Regions from separate parts of the Sus scrofa genome. Here region 2 is linked to region 1. A link is a contact called in public HiChIP or PLAC-seq data. All regions are on one chromosome and are shown on one strand. The core of a region is the stretch at or near the end of the contact, and the rest is flanking DNA. Distances in the headings are between cores, read along the strand shown. Region 1 holds the start of PITPNB (phosphatidylinositol transfer protein beta isoform). Region 2 holds the start of XBP1 (X-box binding protein 1).

Region 1 (2,700 bases), core at 195-2,694:
CCAAGGGTGAAATGAGATAAAACATCTCCATTACCTAACAGAGTACTTCGCAAATAAAAGATGCCCAATCAATAGAAGCTATTCCCAGTTTCTCAGCTCTTGGAAAATAAGAGCATGTGTTTCCTTGAATCCTCAGCAACACAATAATTAGTGTTAATAGTGTTACACATCACAGAAAGTCAATGAATCCCAGTGACCTCCTTAGGAGGAAGTTTCTAGCTTTTAGGCAAGAAACTTTTTTTTGTTTGTTTGAGGCAGCCCTAACTCCAGTGGGTGTATTCATATAATTTATATGAAAGTGTTTTAATGATTTTAAAAATTCCTTTAATAACGTTTCAAACAGCTTCCTATGGTTCTCAGAATACAATTCATACTCTTTACTGCCTTTACGGCCTGGTGATCTATTTAGTCCCAGCTTATCTCCCCCACCGCCTATTAAGGCATTCTAGCCACACCTGCCATCTATCTGCTCAACTACTACCCTAAACTTATTTCAGTCTCACAGCTTATCTTCCACTAATTGCCTCCCCATCTTCACAGGCTGGGCTACTTAAAATACTAGGTTAAAACGTGGCCTCCTGAGAGTCCTTCCCTTGATTACTCTGCCTCCCCATTACCCTACTGTACCTTACTCATAGAATACCTCGTACCACGACGCCAAATTCTTTTGTTTTCAGGTGAGCACAGAGACTGCGCATTTTGCTTTCAGAAGGATCCCCCGGGCCTACTACGGTGACTGGCATAGAGAAAGCGAGTGACCCTGGGCTACAACTTCTCCCGAGGTCCACCTCCTGGCTCTTAGCTGCAGCCTGGGCCTCGCTAAGGTCTCCCAAAACACAGCCCCTTCCCGGGTGCTGAGGCAAGCAACCCTTTTCCCCCGAGAGGACTCCTGCAGTTGGGTCACGGCCACGGCGGGGCTCTGGACTCTTGGACAGCAGGGACTGGGGCGCAGAGAACTCGTGTGGCCACAGCTGTTCGAGGCTTGGGGATGGGCTTGGGGAACGTGCGCGTGAGCCGCCAACCCGGCGAAGCCCGCACGGCGGACCTGATTGGACTGGAGAGCGGGGCAGAACCCGGTGGCGTCTGCCTCCCCGACCCGAGTAATTATCACGGACTTGGGAAGTGAGGTATCTGGCAAGAAGGTGGGCCTCCTCTCAAAAGCAGCGAGAGAAGGTTCAGTTTTCCCGGAAACGACCTCCAGGGAACTGACTGGAAAACTCACCAGAGTGCGTAGACTGCAAAGCGACGGCGAGAAAACCCGACTGTAAGGAGGAGCAGCCGTCAGAAGAGCGACAGCGCGCCGAGCTCGCGCAGCCGCAGAGGAGGCCTCGCGCACCTAGGGTGGGGCGCGAGACTGGGGCGGAGCCAGCCCCTCGCGCGCGCTGACGCGGCGGAAGGGTGTGGACGCGCAAGCGCCGAGGCAGCTCGGGCGGCTGGGAGGCGGGGTCGCGCAGGCGCTGTAAGAAGCGGTAGCGGCGGCGGTGGCGGCGGTGGTGGTAGCGGCGGCAGCTGTGAGGGGTTCCAGGAAGATGGTGCTGATTAAAGAATTGTAAGTGGAATCGGTGGACGTGAGCGACATTCTGGGACTGCAGTAATGGGAGATTCATTTATTGAGATGTGGCAGAATATTCCTGAGAAGAAGCGAGTCTCGGGTCGGCCGCTCCCTGCGCGCGCCCCCTCCCCTCGGCCCGCGCCCCCGGCCCACTCGAGGCCCCTCCGCTCTGCGTCCACAGACACTCCCCGCGGCGTTGCCGTGGTAACACTGCTGCCTTCTCCCTCGGGGCGGAGGCGGCAGGGTCCCGGCTGGAGCGCGTGGTTGGGGAAGGCGCGGCCGCGAGTTTCCGCCGGGACCCGCCTTCTCCCCAACCCCCCACCCCAGTCTTGAGACTGGGCCTACCCCCAAGCTCTTGGGTGGGATCCAGCCGAAGCCCGAGGGTGGGCGAGACGCAGTGGATCTGTGATTTGTCGTCTGGGGTGGAGCCTGCCGGTAGCCCGGGGGAGATGGGCTTGCCAGGTAAAGGCAGCCCTGGTGTCGGGACTCGAGGTGGGGTGTAGGCGACCAGAAGTTATTACTAGAGTCGGGAATCCGAAAACCTGCACTTCACTGGGCAGCTCAGTTGACTTAAAACTGGAGAGTCAGCCCTCTGCTCTGTGTTTCAGTTTTCACATCTTTGGGATAGGATAACACTCCAGGTTCCGGGATTTAGATGAAGCGTTAACGTACGGTTGGTCTAATAGAAGGGTTTCCAGGTGCATCATACCGGCGCAGTAGTTTTGTTGAAAAGTTAATGGCATTTCCTACCGGCAAGGCCTGTGAATATCACAGGAAATGTGGTTGGCAGTGAATGTTCAGCCGTCACAGCTGGTTCGTGTTGTCAGGATCCCTTGGGCAACTGGGGATTTTGAGTGTGGTCAGTTCTTGGGTTTTTCAAATGCTCTTTTCATTTTAAACTCTTTAAAATTTTTGTCTTAATTTATCTAACTCCAGACAGCTTATTTGTAGTGTTAGTTCTCAGACTAATTTTAAAAAGTCACTCTTCGCTTCTCTGATTAAAACTCTCCAGACTCCTTATCTCACTGAGAATAAAAGCCGACGCCACGGCATTAACACTTGTGAAGTGATTTCAGTTACTGCTGTCCTTCCCTTGCCGATTTCAGGCTCAGCTTCCTTACTGTTCCTTCACTAGTACTGCAGGAAAA
Region 2 (2,702 bases), core at 90-2,589, 770 kb before region 1:
TAATTTTTAAAAATATATAATGATTTTTTTTTCATTATAGCTGGTTTACAGTGTTCTGTCAATTTTCTACTATAAAGCATAGTGACCCAGTTACATATACACGTATGGGTTCTTTTTTCTCACATTATCATGCTCCATCATAAGTGACTAGACACAGTTTCCAGTGCTACAGAGCAGGATCTCATTGCTAATCCATTCCAAAGGCAATAGTCTGTATCTATTAACCAAGTTCCCAATCCATCCCACTCCCTCCCCCTCCCCCTTGGCAATGGACAAGTCTGTTCTCCACATCCATGGTTTTCTTTTCTGTGGAAAGGTTCATTTGTGCTGTGTATTAGATTTCAGATATAAGTGATATCATATGATATTTGTCTTTCTCTTTGACTTACTTCACTTAGAACTAGAGACTCTAGTTTCTTCCATGTTGCTGCAAATGGCATTATTTTGTTCTTTTTTATGGCTGAGTAGTATTCCATTGAGTATATATACCACATCTTTCTAATTCAATAAACCTAGTTTTTGTTTTGTTTTTTTAAGAGCTGCACCTGTGGCATATGAAGCTTCCAGGCTAGGGGCTGAGTCCAAGCTGCAACTATAGGCCTAAACCACAGCCACAGCAACACCAGACCCAGCTGCATCTGCAACCTACCACATAACTTGTGGCAACACACAGATCCTTAACCCACTGAGCTACAAGCAGGGATCAAACCCACATCCTCACTGGGACAACGTCCTTAACCCGCTACACCACAATGGGAACTCCTGAACCCAGTTTTAAAGTACTTGACCTCATTTCCTGAAGACTTATGTTGCAGAATGTTTTTGCAAGCATTTTTCTAACCCAAGGCCCAATTTGAACTGTCTCTCGATTTTGCACTCTGGGCCCTAAGTGGGGAATGAGATACAATTCTGTCAGACTGGGTAAAAATCTGTTAGTCTTGGTAAAAATTCGTCAGTCTGGAAATCTCCTGGTTTGAAATTCAACTCTTGTCATTCGGGGAGAAATCTATTTACTGAAGAAACTCCGTCGGGCTGCAGACTCTTCCTCACCAGCTTAGGGGCTCTCCACAACCCAGCCCTCCAGAACCCTCTACCAGCCCGCCACCCAGCGACGCCTACCGGTCAGCCGAGCGGAAAAAAAAGCCCAGCGTCCCCAGCCCAGCACCGCGGATGCCACGCTGGACGCCCTGGCACCGCCCCCTTCGGGTCCACCGGACCAATAGGCGCTGAGATATGCCTACATCACACGGAGCTGGCCAATCGTGGAGGGCCACGATCCTAGAAAGGCTGGGCGCTGGGGGGGCTGGCCCACTGGGCGGCGGCGGCGCGCACAGGCGTAGACACGCTCCAGCCATGGTGGTGGTGGCAGCTGCGCAGAGCCCGGCCGCCGGGGCCCCCAAAGTACTGCTTCTCTCCGGGAAGCCCGCCGCCGCCGCCGCCGCTGGAGCTCCGGCCGGCCGGGCTCTGCCTATCATGGTGCCGGGCCAGCGAGGGGCCAGCCCGGAGGCGGCAAGCGGGGGGCCGCCCCAGACGCGCAAGAGACAGCGCCTCACGCACCTGAGCCCCGAAGAGAAGGCGTTACGGAGGTGGGCGAGGGTCGGGGCGCGGACCCAGAGGGCTAGGGCCCGAGGTCTGAGAGCCAATCCGAAGGAGAGACAGGGGTTCTGGGCCGGGAGCTGACCTCCCGCCACGGTCGGTCTCTGACGGCCTTTTGGGTGCCAGCGCCAGCGTGGCGCGGGGCGGGGCGAGGGCAGGAAGTCTGGACCGGCCGCTCTACTGCGTTGGGTGGAGTCCAGGGCTGAGCAGGCCTTTTTTATTAAATTCTTTTCTCTCTCATTAGAGATGACCACAGCTGGGTCTGCGAGTACCTGGGTTCTGGGCCCTCTCGCTGTGTGACCACAAATCCGTTGTTAAGCTTCTCTGAATTAGGGCTGTAACATGGAGTCCATTGATTTACCTCCTTTTTGGAGGCGCACGGGTCTGAAATGACAGCTGTTGAAGGGGCTGTGAGCCTTAGAAGGCTCACTAGTCAAACTCAGTCTCTGCGTCCTTAAAATGATATTTGCCTCCTGAGGTCGTTGGGGAAATAGAGAAATATCTAGTACTTAGTCCTCCTTAAATATTAGTTCTTCTATGATCTGTTTGCTTTTTGTGATTTATTAAGTGCTTCTCGAGCCGACCGGCCTCAGCACCAGGGCAAAAATCGCCTCAGCCTTTCACCCGTCTGAGCTGTTTGCTGAGGGAGCGTTTATGTCAGCGGCATTGCAACCCACATTAGATTTAATCAGTCCGGGTTGGATCCTGTTCGAGGGAGTCGGGAAGCAGCAGCAGAGTAGAAAGGGGAGGAGGAGATATCTCATGACGCTGTGTGTCCAGCCTCAGTGCTGTGGCCGGGATAAGACTGAGGTGGATGACGCAATATGGGGGAGAATAAAGCAGGTTTTCAAGCTAGATCCACAGAAGGCTAATTTTTCGGTTTTGTTTCTTTGAAGGGTGAAGTCTGAAGTGTATTTTACCATTAGTCTGCCTTATGCTATAAGTTAAAAATGAAAGCACCAGCTGGCCAGGTTTTCAAATAAAGCTATGAATAAGGTTTAAGATGAGTCAGTGTGGTATCTCTTTCTGTCCTCAGGAAACTGAAAAACAGAGTAGCAGCTCAGACTGCCAGAGACCGAAAGAAAGCTCGAATGAGTGAGCTGGAG

Evidence for each region. HiChIP or PLAC-seq counts read pairs in DNA pulled down with a chosen protein or histone mark.
Region 2: an H3K27ac HiChIP or PLAC-seq map of alveolar macrophages shows a contact between it and region 1. The contact joins the promoter of XBP1 here to the promoter of PITPNB in region 1. A contact is called at or near these places in 2 of 5 promoter capture datasets (fetal liver and liver) and 1 of 2 datasets of contacts at active chromatin or transcription factors (alveolar macrophages).

What each region holds. Positions count from the first base shown.
Region 1 is chr14:45,248,833-45,251,532 of Sscrofa11.1, reverse strand. It overlaps PITPNB (phosphatidylinositol transfer protein beta isoform), which reads left to right and starts at 1,444. Exons shown (of 11, transcript XM_005657336.3): 1 at 1,444-1,549. The coding sequence starts at 1,530. LOC110256863 (a long non-coding RNA gene) reads right to left here and starts at 1,356. Exons shown (of 6, transcript XR_002338912.1): 1 at 1,223-1,356.
Region 2 is chr14:46,015,163-46,017,864 of Sscrofa11.1, reverse strand. It overlaps XBP1 (X-box binding protein 1), which reads left to right and starts at 1,339. Exons shown (of 6, transcript NM_001271738.1): 1 at 1,339-1,586; 2 at 2,633-2,702. The coding sequence starts at 1,354.